Linked DNA regions of Hordeum vulgare: region 2 is linked to region 1. The links are chromatin contacts, called in public Hi-C maps. All regions are on one chromosome and are shown on one strand. Each heading gives the region's core, a stretch centred on a gene start, on an enhancer-like site or on the middle of the called end of the contact. The rest is flanking DNA. Distances are from core to core; before and after follow the strand shown.

The links. A called contact is a pair of places that touch in the nucleus more often than the background predicts.
Region 2: a Hi-C map of seedling shows a contact between it and region 1, with 4 times the contacts expected there. The contact joins the promoter of LOC123402922 here to the enhancer-like site in region 1. A contact is called at or near these places in 1 of 6 Hi-C or Micro-C datasets (seedling) and 1 of 1 datasets of contacts at active chromatin or transcription factors (embryo).

What each region holds. Positions count from the first base shown.
Region 1 is chr6H:336,741,722-336,747,825 of MorexV3_pseudomolecules_assembly, forward strand. It overlaps LOC123401382 (glucose-6-phosphate 1-dehydrogenase, cytoplasmic isoform-like), which reads left to right. Exons shown (of 16, transcript XM_045095168.1): 8 at 1-29; 9 at 468-504; 10 at 741-812; 11 at 954-1,101; 12 at 1,424-1,519; 13 at 2,229-2,299; 14 at 2,389-2,504; 15 at 2,705-2,750; 16 at 2,828-3,181. The coding sequence ends at 3,004. Among protein-coding and RNA genes, the nearest start is that of LOC123401382, 5.9 kb to the left of the region's middle. Within about 2 kb of position 3,825, at least 2 of the 3 cell types and tissues checked have open chromatin away from gene starts, as enhancers often do. A contact at or near this core is called in seedling, where this site is marked.
Region 2 is chr6H:336,993,982-336,999,671 of MorexV3_pseudomolecules_assembly, forward strand. It overlaps LOC123402922 (F-box/kelch-repeat protein SKIP30), which reads right to left and starts at 3,077. Exons shown (of 2, transcript XM_045096890.1): 1 at 2,876-3,077.

The DNA.
Region 1 (6,104 bases), core at 2,575-5,074:
GGACGTGGAGGATATTTTGATCAATATGGGTATGTTGTAAATTTAACTTTTGCAAGGAAGTTTGTATGCTCAGTGCATTTTATTTCAAGCACATATGCTTTAAGCTGAAACTATGATGTAAAACATCTCTTCTATATATTGTAAATTTAAATGGTACGAAATGTCATAATGAATATTTTGTTCATGTACAGTTGTGCATTCATAATGCTCGAGTTGCGCATTTCTTTCTTAAAACAGAAGGCTCACATGAGTCTGGCTTTAAACTAATAAAGGCCCATACGGCCAACAGGTGCATTCGTTTTCAGAACACCAAAATTTTTTGGAACTCAAAGTCCATTCATGTGCATTAGTCTGGCATGTTTGTTAACAGATGCAAGACAAAACCTTACTGGGTTTGGTATTTATATTATGTGTTGTTATTCCTGTTGTAGCAAATTGAATGTCTGACCTCAAATTTATTGCTACAGTATCATTCGGGATATTATTCAGAACCATTTGCTGCAGGTAAATTATCCTCATATGAATCTATAGTAGCAATTATTTACTGTGGCAATTTCTTAATATTTTGCTTGCAGTCATTCAGAATGATTAGCGTTCTATAGCGTCATAGTTTTCATATTAAATCTTTCGAGCAGGGCGGAGCAGCTACCTGTCGGACATTAGAATTCCTCGAAAGAGGATACTGTTTCTCTTTTCAGGAATTTAGAGCTCTGGTTAATGCCTATCAATCTTATCTGCAGGTCTTTTGTTTGGTAGCCATGGAAAAGCCTGTCTCTCTTAGTCCTGAGCACATACGAGATGAGAAAGTCAAGGTTCTTGCTTCTCCTTAAATCATACTATGCTCCATATTATATCTACTTAATAGAAAATCGACCTTTGGACTTTTGGTGTGATACCTAAGTATGAACTCCTTGTTTTTATTGCTTAGAAGTAAATTCATCTTACACTGTCAGGTTCTGCAATCAGTGAGCTCTATAAAGCATGACGAGGTAGTCCTTGGGCAATATGATGGCTACAAGGATGATCCAACAGTGCCAAATGAATCCAACACACCTACTTTTGCATCCGTTGTGCTGAGGGTACACAATGAGAGATGGGATGGTATATTGTACTTCTTCCATGGCTGGTTATTTATTTTAAAGCTCAAAAATCACATCATAAGTATATTTCTTAATCCAGAATCCACATTTTTTTCCATCTGAACTGTGTGTCTTTTTGCGACAAAAGAGTCTTACGACATTATCAGTCCTGCATCATGTTCCTGAAATATGTGCGATACGGTTTCTTGTTACGATTGGAAGATGTCGTCTGATATACCCTTCTGTTTTGTAGTGAAAAAATGAAACTGCATTATAAACTACATGGAATTTTCAGATCCCCGTATTTATCTTTCAGTACTGACATTTGAATAATTGTGCTGTAGGAGTTCCTTTCGTCCTTAAGGCTGGTAAAGCACTAAGCTCTAAGAAAGCAGAGATACGTGTGCAGTTCAAGGATGCTCCAGGCGATATTTTTAGATGTATGTGCTGATGCTTTTCTCCTTTCCAAATGTACCATCATCAAGCTTGGTCTTGCAAAAGGGGGGGGGGGGGGGGGGGGTGGGCGAACAGTAGGAAAGACAAATTTATTGATGTTGTAGATTTTACAGTGCTTAACTACTAAAAAGAATACTCCAACTCCCCACTATAGATCTGCCCAATATGTTGATATGAAGAGTACTTGCTTAAAACGTGTAATGATGTGATACCCGTAATATGAGCACACAACCTATAGAAGTTACTACAATATATAAGCATGGGATGAGTTGCTACATGGTAGGCCACTAAATTCAAGTAAGTCGAGTACTTTCAGTTTGACCTTACTGATTTGTATAATCATTGTTTCTTTGACATGGGTTAACCCTGCTTATGCATGTTTAGTACTGACGACAATTGATCATCTTCTCATGAGTAAAAGAGCTCAAGAAATGCTTCATAATGTTGCATTTAGTTTCTTTAGAACTGTTAGGGATAATCTATCATTTTAACTATATCATTTGCGCAAAGTTGAACCCCATGGTAATATTAAGCCTCAACTAAAATGGTGCCAAATCATCTCCGATGCTGTTGATTGTTATGAACCTGTTTGTCTCAAAATATTATCTTATTCTTGTTAGTATCAAAGTTGATTTTTTCTTTTATTGGATCAAAATAGCTCTTCTGTGTTTATTGCTATTTACCTTTGTACAGGCAAGAAACAAGGAAGAAATGAATTTGTCATACGCCTGCAGCCATCGGAAGCCATGTATATGAAATTAACTGTATGTACAACTGCTTGTCTAAGGTTCAGAACTAGATACAGTAGCTGCCGACTGATATTTGTCTAAACAAACTTGATGACTTTCGGCAGGTAAAGAAACCAGGGCTCGAAATGGCAACAGAACAAAGCGAGCTGGATTTATCCTACGGGCTACGGTACCAAGATATAAAAATCCCAGAAGCATACGAGCGTCTTATCTTGGACACGTATGTGCCGGTCCACCCTTCATCTTCTGCTAAATTTGTTTGTGACACATTCAATTATCTGCACGCCTTCATGCCCTTTACCCATCAATTAAATAGGTGGCGCCATATATAACTTGAAAAATTCTCGCCTTCCGTCTGAAAGAACAAACATTCTTCCTTGCTCTCAATGTACTCAATGATATCGATCAATGTTTTGGCAGGATAAGAGGTGACCAGCAGCACTTTGTTCGCCGAGACGAGCTGAAGGTTTGTACACTGTACCGTTTACATCCGTGCTTCTTTTGCTGTGAATTTCTGTTGGGAACGTGACACTGCTTCAACAGGCTGCCTGGCAGATCTTCACTCCCTTGTTGCACGACATCGATAGTGGCAGGTTCAAGGCTCTACCATACCAACCGGGAACCCGGGGTCCTCCGGAGGCCGATGAGTTGAGCAAGAGGACGGGGTACGTGCCGACTCTTGGCTATGTCTGGGCACCACCAACCCTTGCAAAGTTTTAGCCGCTACCAAGTGCCGGTTAAGAACAGGAGTGTTCTGGGTTTACAGAGAATTACTTCAGAGGGAAATTACTTGCTCTGTGTGTTATATACGGAAGAGCATTTGTAATAAGCAATCTGTGCTTTTCAAAACAGTATACCATTTTACGATTACAAATAAATGAAACTTAGTGATTATTATTTTTTCCGATTGACTCCCCCCCACCCCCCTCCCGGCGTCGCTCTCCCTGACGACTCGGGGGGCGAACCCTAGCGCCGCCACTCACCCACCCCCTCCCCTCCCTTGTCTCGCCGCCGCTAGAGGTTCCGGCCAGCGAAGCTCGACTGGATCCGGGGACGGCGGCGGCGGGGCACTTCTTTGGCGGCCGTTTGGAGGCGGGGCGGCTAGCTCTCGGCCACTCGGATGGCGGCGGTTGCCGTGATGGAGCTCGCTGAGTTGGCCGGTGTCCTACACGCCCGGTTCGGTGGCTGGCAACAGCGATCCTGTGGCCAGGGGTGTAGATCCGGTGGATGGATTCTCCGGCGCCGGCACCGGGCGCGTTGGGTGGATCAGGTAGCCTCTCTGGCTTGGTTTTTTGTCCTAGCTGGCCTTGTTGGGGTGGGGTGGCAGCCCCCTCCCCCCGCCCACTGCTCGTTGGCCACTCCTAGTCTGCCTATGTGGGCCACGGGCTGCGTTGCGGTGGTGCTGCTCGACTTCGTCAGCGGCAAGGTTTCGGTGCTCGGTGGCGGGGGTCCTCCGCGCGTGCTGCTGGCGCTCAGCTCGGGGGAGGATGGTGGCGGCCTGCTCGGCCGAGCCGGCATCCTTCTCGGTCGAGGTATGTAGTGTGCTCTGGCCGGCACGGTGTTGGTTTGAGCTGCTAGTCCTCCTGGGGCAGTGGCCTCTACGTGGTGTAGGTGGGCCTGCCGATGGTGTGTCTAGCGACGCTACTTCCTTCTAGTTTCGGTATAGTTGTGTGCGCCTCCGGTGGGTTGGAAAAGCCTCCAGCCAGTTTGTGGTGGTCTGAATCTGACCATGGGCTACGACAGGGCGGCCATGGTCCCTTGTGGTCGTGCAGATCAGCTCTCACCTCACTCAACCGATCTTCGGGAGTGTGTCAGATCAACTTGGGCGAAAGCCTTGCTCCAACTGGATCCGGCGATGGCGGCACCTGTGGGTGCCGTTAAACTCCTTGGAGGCGTTGTTGTTTTTGTTGTTTGCACCCTCCTCGTCAAAACCCTGGGGGAAACCCCAGTCCAGGCCCTCCTGTACGGATGATGGCGGCGCAACCAGCGTCGCAACCTTCTTGAAGGCATCATCTTTGGGGTCAACATGGTTGTTGTGTGGGTGTTGCTTGTTGTCGGAATGTTGTTGGTGGTCGTGCGGCCGGTTGGGGTCGACGGTGGTTTGTGTAGATGCTGACATGCTTCTTATGTGTCCATCTCCGGTGGTGTTCCCTGGTGTCGGTCGTGTTGCTATGCATGTTCAAGTCCCTTCCTTGGCGGCCGTTGTGTTGCGGTGAGCTTAGTGCTCTTGGTGTTGTCATGGTTCATCTTTGCTCTTCGACGACGCAAGATGCCTCCTCAACTTGCTAATCGTTTTGGATTCTCATGGCGGAGCCCCAGTCAAGGTTCGTGCTGTCACTCGTTGGTTGTCGTTGCTTCTGAGTTATGTCGTGAGGTTCGGTATGCACGCCGGTGTGGTGCATTAGGTTGCTTGATTAGTCTTGGTATTGTGATCCCTCGACGACACCCCACATCTACTTGTTCCTCCTATGGATTCGTCCTTCGATCTGCTAGCTAGGTCGGGCTTTGTCCTCGGCGTCCTTTTTTATAATCTTGTGTAATCATGTTACTTGTATGGTTTTCGGCCCGGTTTTCGGCCTGGTTTTCCTCATAAACTGGGTCAACTTGTTCAAGTTTTCGATCCAGTTTTTCTTATAAACTGAATCAGCCAAAGCTTAAGAGATGACTCTTGGCTTTGGCAGCTTTTTGAGCAATATATTCAGGTGGGGATTCCCTCCCTTCTGGTGACCGTTCAAAAAATTTACAAATAAATGATAATACCATCTTTTTAAGTTCACACATTTCGCTCAACAAGACTGATAAAAAAGAGATAATTCCTTATTTAACATCAAGCTTAAATTTTACGCCCTATTTGACATCCACAAATTATTTCTTCCGTATATAACAACAAGTCTAAAATTTATGCCTTTTATAACATTTTTGTTCATTTTAAGCCTAGATAATACTTAAAAAGACTATTTTGCCCCTCATGCGATATTTTTGTGTGTGTGCTGTTCCGTGTGTGTGCACGCATACATGTATGGTATTGATGTTCCGTGTGTGCTGCTGCATGTATGTTTGTGTGTGTGCGCGTGCTACTACATGTGTTGCTACGTGCGCGTGTGCATGCTGTTGCAACGTATGTGTGGTGTTGCGTGTGTGTGTGCGCGTGTGTGTGCTGGTGCTGTGTGCGCTGCAACGGTGGAGCTATATGCCGGGGTCAATTGACCCCAATGACCTTGGCCCATACCCTGCAGTTTACATATAGCCCATTAAAAGAAGGACGTAGTGAAAAAAATATGACCTCAGTCCGAACCAGCAAGCAGCCTCACATCATGGCAGTAACCCATTAACATGCAACAAGTAGGCCCACTCACACTCTCTTGATCCCCAAACTCCAACGTTAAACAGACTGATCTGACGATTTTCCTTAAAAAAATCTAGCGATCTTCAAGATCTTTGTTTAGGTGACTTGCCGTGAGCAATCACGGAATTACACCCTTGTGTCGCCCTTGTGCTTTCTTCCCAGGTCATCCCTGTCTCTCTGTTCGTTCACCCTGGCCGCGTTCAATTTGACAATTTCTACCATTTTTATAAGAATTCAAGATTCATTCTGCACATCTAATCGTAAGTGCAGGAAAGGGGACTGTCCATCTAATTCTTGTTCTTGTTGGCATAGGCCTGTGTCGGACGTCGCTCGAGACGAGTACTTTTCTTGGAAACACGTACGTACACAATAGCTATCCATGCTAGCCGGACGATCGGTTCCAAGAAAAAGATGCGTACGTACACGTAACCTAAGCAGGCAGGCTAGCGGGGTGGATGGTTTCTTACGTAAACT
Region 2 (5,690 bases), core at 1,827-4,326, 250 kb after region 1:
TATTTTATTTTCTGAGGGTTAGCGTGTAATAGAAGATTGTCGACAGACCCAAAGGGTGTGTTTGGTTGCATTCCCTACCTAGCATGGTTGTTCCCACCTAAGACATGTTCAGTATAAACATGCTGAGTAGATGCATTTGCTGTTGTTTGGTAGTAATTTATGTGCTGAAACATGCTGAGGTGAGACTTTGTTTGGTAGGCTGCACCTGAACATACATGTTGGACTGAGATTGTGTTTGGTAGCCTCTATGGATGTGCTTGGCTTCGGAGTGAATCTGGTGGCCGGAGTTGGGGAAGGAGGATCCAGCGGTGGCCGGGGAAGGGGGATCCAGCGTTGGCGGTCGGGGAAGCGGATCTGGTGGCCGGAGATGGGGAAGGAGGATCCAACGGCAGACGGGGAAGGGGGATCCAGCGGTGGCGGTCGGGGAAGCGGATCCGGTGCCCGGAGTTGGGGAAGCGGTCAACCGCTCCCACCGGCGGCGCGTCGCAGGGGCTGGTGCGGCGGCTCGTCGGGGCTGGTGCGGCGGCTCGTCGGGGCTGGTGCGGCGGCGCGTCGCAGGAGCTTCGCGGGAGCAGGGAGAGGGACGAGAGGCTTGATTTTTTCGACGGGGTGGAGAGGTCGTTCGGGCCTGGTGGGTCGAGTAGCGAACAGGTGGGATGGGCCTCAGGAGCCATGCTGAGCAGCGAACGCCTGATCGTCCATTCGCTCGGGAGCCATGCTAAGGGGCCTTTTTGCATCAGATGGACCATGCTGAGTAGAGCTCATACACCCTACCAAACAGACAAAAGTGGGTTGAGAAGGGAACTGCTGCCCTCATGCACCCTTGGTGCAGGCTACCAAACACACCCAAAATTATTCGGAGTTCCTCCTAGGGAATAGCAAAGGTAACTCATGTTCATTGAAAGTTCTTACTTAGCACTTTCCCTGGTACAATGTTAAACAGTTTTTATTTGCAAAATGATTACAATACCTAAGGACATAGGGAACTATATTCCAAAATCATGAGTGTTAACATCAACCATGAAAGAAGCAGCAGCAGCTACAATTATTAAGGTATATTGTTACTTTATGTTCTTTAAGCTTCTTAGTTTTCACTACAGATTTGTGAGAAAAAATAGCCTCAAAAAAACAAAGAGATCAATTAACTCGGCTCAAAAGTTGACTAGCATGTGACAACCGAGTATGGATATTCCAGAAGAGCTCCACGTGGAAAGTAGCCCCAGTGATAGGATATGGGGCTTGTGAGTTGACAGAGATTTGTAAACTGGGTCCTTTTTCAAATGTTCACAGGGTTCTATATTCATCCTCTAGTCCTCTATATATCCCCCAAGACAAACGGTGTTTGTGTTCTTAGTTTTAAGATAAGAGGAACAAAAGAACATGCACAAGTTCTCTAAAAAAGTGGCGGGGCAACCTTAGCAGAGCAAGTCGGGGAGATCGCCTAGTTGGTTAAAGGTACCAGAGGTGACTTTCGGATTTAGTGCAGCCAGCTTGGCAAACCGGATAGGTACAGTGATGGCTTCAGACTTCAGGAGTGTGCTAGCAATGGCCCTGTTTGGATACTCTAGCTTAGCTAGTGGTTAGAGTTAGTTTCTAGCTCATGACTATCCCTAAACTAACTCTAGCCAAATAGGTGTTTGGATGAAAGGGCTAGATTGACAATAGATGCACTTTATAGAAAGAGAAAAGTGATTTTTTAATGAACCCCATGAAAACTAGCTCCAATTAGCATCTCTTGGCTAGTGGAAGAGAGAGAGAAAAATATTTTTTAATGAACCCCATGAGAACTAGCTCCAATTAGCACCTCTTGGGTGAGCTAGTTTTTTAGATGGGTTAGATGCAACTAGCTCCAATCTAACCCTTGTGTTTGGATATTTTAGGGCTAGTTGAACCCAAACTAGCTCAAACTAACTCTAGCCCATGGATCCAAACAGGGCCAATGTGAGATAGCGGGAAATGGGGTCAGAGTGGGCCCAGCGGTACGGAAGGAGATGTGGTGGTGGCAGAGGCAAGCGGAAGTGTAGCCTGGCAAAGCAGACATGTAGCAGCGTGGAGCCGGAATAAAATCATAAGGTGATACTGCTTGCGCAAAATACAGGTAACCAGTAACCTACATAGACTTAGCATCTGATTTGGGACTAGGATAGTATGAGGAATGCTACAAATAACAATATTATCATCCTTCCTGGCATGGATGACATGAACCAACTGCACCAGGAAATGAGGTTGCCGCTTAGGCAAGATGGCCTTGGAGTAGTCTAAAAAGCACCAAGCTGGCGGCCAGGTGGCCTCCAGATTCTAGTAGGTCAGGATTAGGCAGACGCCTAGATACTAGGGTGGCAGCTAGCACCTAAGCAGGGTAACGTCCACCATCTAGAGCACTGGTGCCCTCCTACTGATCGTGCATACCATGGACGGAAATTGCTGCCGCTCTACACCAGTATCCTATTATTCTCCCTCTCTGAAACTGGGTATTAGCAGCAGCGGACTATAGTAAACAACTCTGACACGACGAATAGGTAACGCTGTCAGTTTGCAAAAAATGATTTGTGATTAAAATTGGTGTTGATCCATTACATAAGATCATATACTCCCAAATCGTCCTGCAAAACTAACTGAACCACGACTAGGCACACACGAGCATCAGGAAATATGCAGTGAAATTGATTAACTAAAGCTCCAGGCATTCAGGCACGCCAGCATAAAGCAACATGCGGGAGCCAGACGAACGAACAGGTGCGAACGGGGAATCCTAATCGTAGAACGAAAATTGTGGACTCGGCCCAATTCCATGAGCGATTATGCATCCGGCACATCCAGATCTAGTGACAAGCAACGCAAATCCGACGCCGAACCAATGAATTGGGCTAGCTACCATCGCGTGATTTGGGGCCGGGTTCGCACCTCCGGCTGGAGCAGAGGCCCGCGCCCGAGGTGAGGGACGGAACGAAGAACGGAGAGCTTGCCTGACTCCGTCCACGCCTAGGGCCGGCCGCCGGTGTCGTCGCCGCGGAGTGGGTGTGGTATGGGTCGGAAGGGAGGCGTCGCTCGGTTCGGGTGCGGTCCAGAGAGAGGGAGGGGGGGAGGGGGTGGAATGGGTGAGGGAGGGGAGGAGTGAGGCGTCAGGGGCGACGCGATTTTGCCTTTTGGCTTTTGCGGCCTCCTCTATTTTTGGGGCGGGTTCACGCAACGTATCGGCCGAATATTCTCTCTCTAGAGCGCCATGCCATTGTTTGTTTCCCACAAGAAAAGAAAGACAAGTTTTCATCGATATCCTCATTTTCATGTGAAACTAATGGTTGTAAGCTAGAGTGCTACCAGCTGGTTTGTCTACCACAGAGCAACAACTAGCAGCGTGATAATAGTGTCTCCACCGGCAGCAGTCCCGGCGTGTTTCTACTTTCTACGCATAACTTAGTTCGTACGAGACACAAGCCTTTTGGAAAATAAGAGCGTCTCTAACAGATTGACACTGTAAAATTATTTTGCAATTTCATGTAAACTGATGAAACTGGCTCCGTTAAAACAGATATTGTAAAGTTGTAATGTAAAGAAAAATCATTTCCTTTTTCTCGTGTCCGTCGCCGACTAGCCATGACCGAAAAATAGTCGCCGTGAGGTCAGCCAGCCTCGTGCACCCGCAACTACCACTCCTGATCCCGACGGCCTCCCGCGCGAGTGTCCCTGACCGGTCGCATCTAGGACGACCGCTCACGCCTTCGACGGCCGCCCATGTTATGTGCCACATGTGTTCAAGCCCCCTGCTTCAACGACGCTTTGAGCGGCCGTTGTCGAGCTCCTCCACCTGCTCCCTACTTGCATGATGCATCACTAGGTCGCCTGCTCTGGCGTTGATTTGTTTACGGTTTACCTCAAAAATTGATTTGAAAACTACAAGTAAAGGGTAAATAGGTAATAATATACGGGGCGTGCAAAATATTTTTGAGATCTACCGTTTTACAAGATTTTTTTGGTGTGTTTTCTTCAACCAAACTATAAATTTAAATGTTTGACTGTTTTTGTGGGGTCTGATAGAGATGTTCTAAGAGACCCATCACGAATCGTATTCATGATGTGAGGCGACGATACGTTCAACCATACTAATGCAAAAAGTGATTGGATTGGAAATTCCTTCTCTTTAAATCCTAACAACCACCCATCTTCTGCCCCTCTCACCTCGTCCGGGCACGTCACCGGGACGGCGGAAAAGAGGTCTGGATTAGGGGTCCTATTGTGGAAGCGTCGGAGGGTTGTTGTGGGACGGCAAAAGAATATGTGTGCTCGAGCGGCAACCTGCATCACATGGTGCACGACAATGACGTTGGTGAAGATAGCGGTGGCTGGAGTGATCCAGCGTGAAGATCTTCATCAGTGGTCTGGTTGGTTGGATCATCGAAGAATAGGGTGTCGGTGCACGGTTCTAGATAACAGCAATCTTGACATCAGACCGAACTTGTAGCACGATGGCCTGGGTGATTCTTTTTAGCTTTTCTTCATGGAGTCTTCGTGTTTGGTTTGGGATGGCGAAGCAACTGCATTGCACCAGGGTAGGAATAATGGTATCCTCACCCTATCCCCGTTAGTTGGTGCGTTCTTCGTTGATGAAGGGCGTGTGAAGCTATCTTTCTGGCAGATCTCTCGTGATTAGGTTTCTAGGGGTCCCTTTGGATTAGGACAACTTTTGTGATCTATGTGGTCTATGGGGGTTTTACAAGCCCATACTGATTTGTTTTCTTCACGCGTGTGAGTTTTTTCGCACATCACGACCGTCGACGTTTGCTGGTCAACATCGACATCTTCCTGATGCTACTTCTACAATATTCTAGGCTTTTAAAAGTTTTCTCCACCGATATAGAGATTGAGCTATGCTCACAACGCGTCGTCGATGGATACAGGAGAGAGAAGACTTTGGCACCCAAGATTTTAAATGTATTTGTATTTTCTGTAAAGGTATGTTTGTAAGGATTTATAGTACCTAATATATGAACTTAAGCATCTTCGCAAAAACAAAACAAAAAGACACAAGCATTCATCTCTTTCTCTCTTTCTTTCTTGCAGGGAGAAGCATTTGTCTCTATTTAGCGTGCACACTAGGTAGATAGATATAGAATGCAAAGCAGGCAATAATTGCAATTTTCCAAAGCCAAAACGATTGATATTTGCAAACCGAAAGTCTATGATATCTGCCTCTATTGCATGAACATGCTCCTTGAATTTTTGTGAGAATGTAAGGTGGATTGTAATAGTATATATATTATAGCTAACTATTATATTGTTGGCTATAAGACTAGTTGCGGTGGACAATATCATATACTTTCATGCATTTGATGCTAGTGTATAAGGGTATCTTCAACGTTGACCCGCAAATTTGCTCTGATATCCATCCGTGGACAAGAGGAGACCAGTTCGCGGACATGGATATCAGAGTCGGCCATCCAACGCTGCATGCATACATTTTAAGTCGGGTTTCGACTTAGGAGAAGAAATCCATGCAAATCGGTTGGTATTATCAAAATTCGGAAATAAAATAACACAAATCATTTATACATAGCATGCAAGTACAACAATGACCCAAATTGGATGTCCAACAAGTTTTTCAACGGATCATATGCATGTGTTTCACACATATTGTTCCTTGGGTTTCATCCAATAGTGTGTGTATGTAAATGTCCATCCCTCTGTCTTCTCGC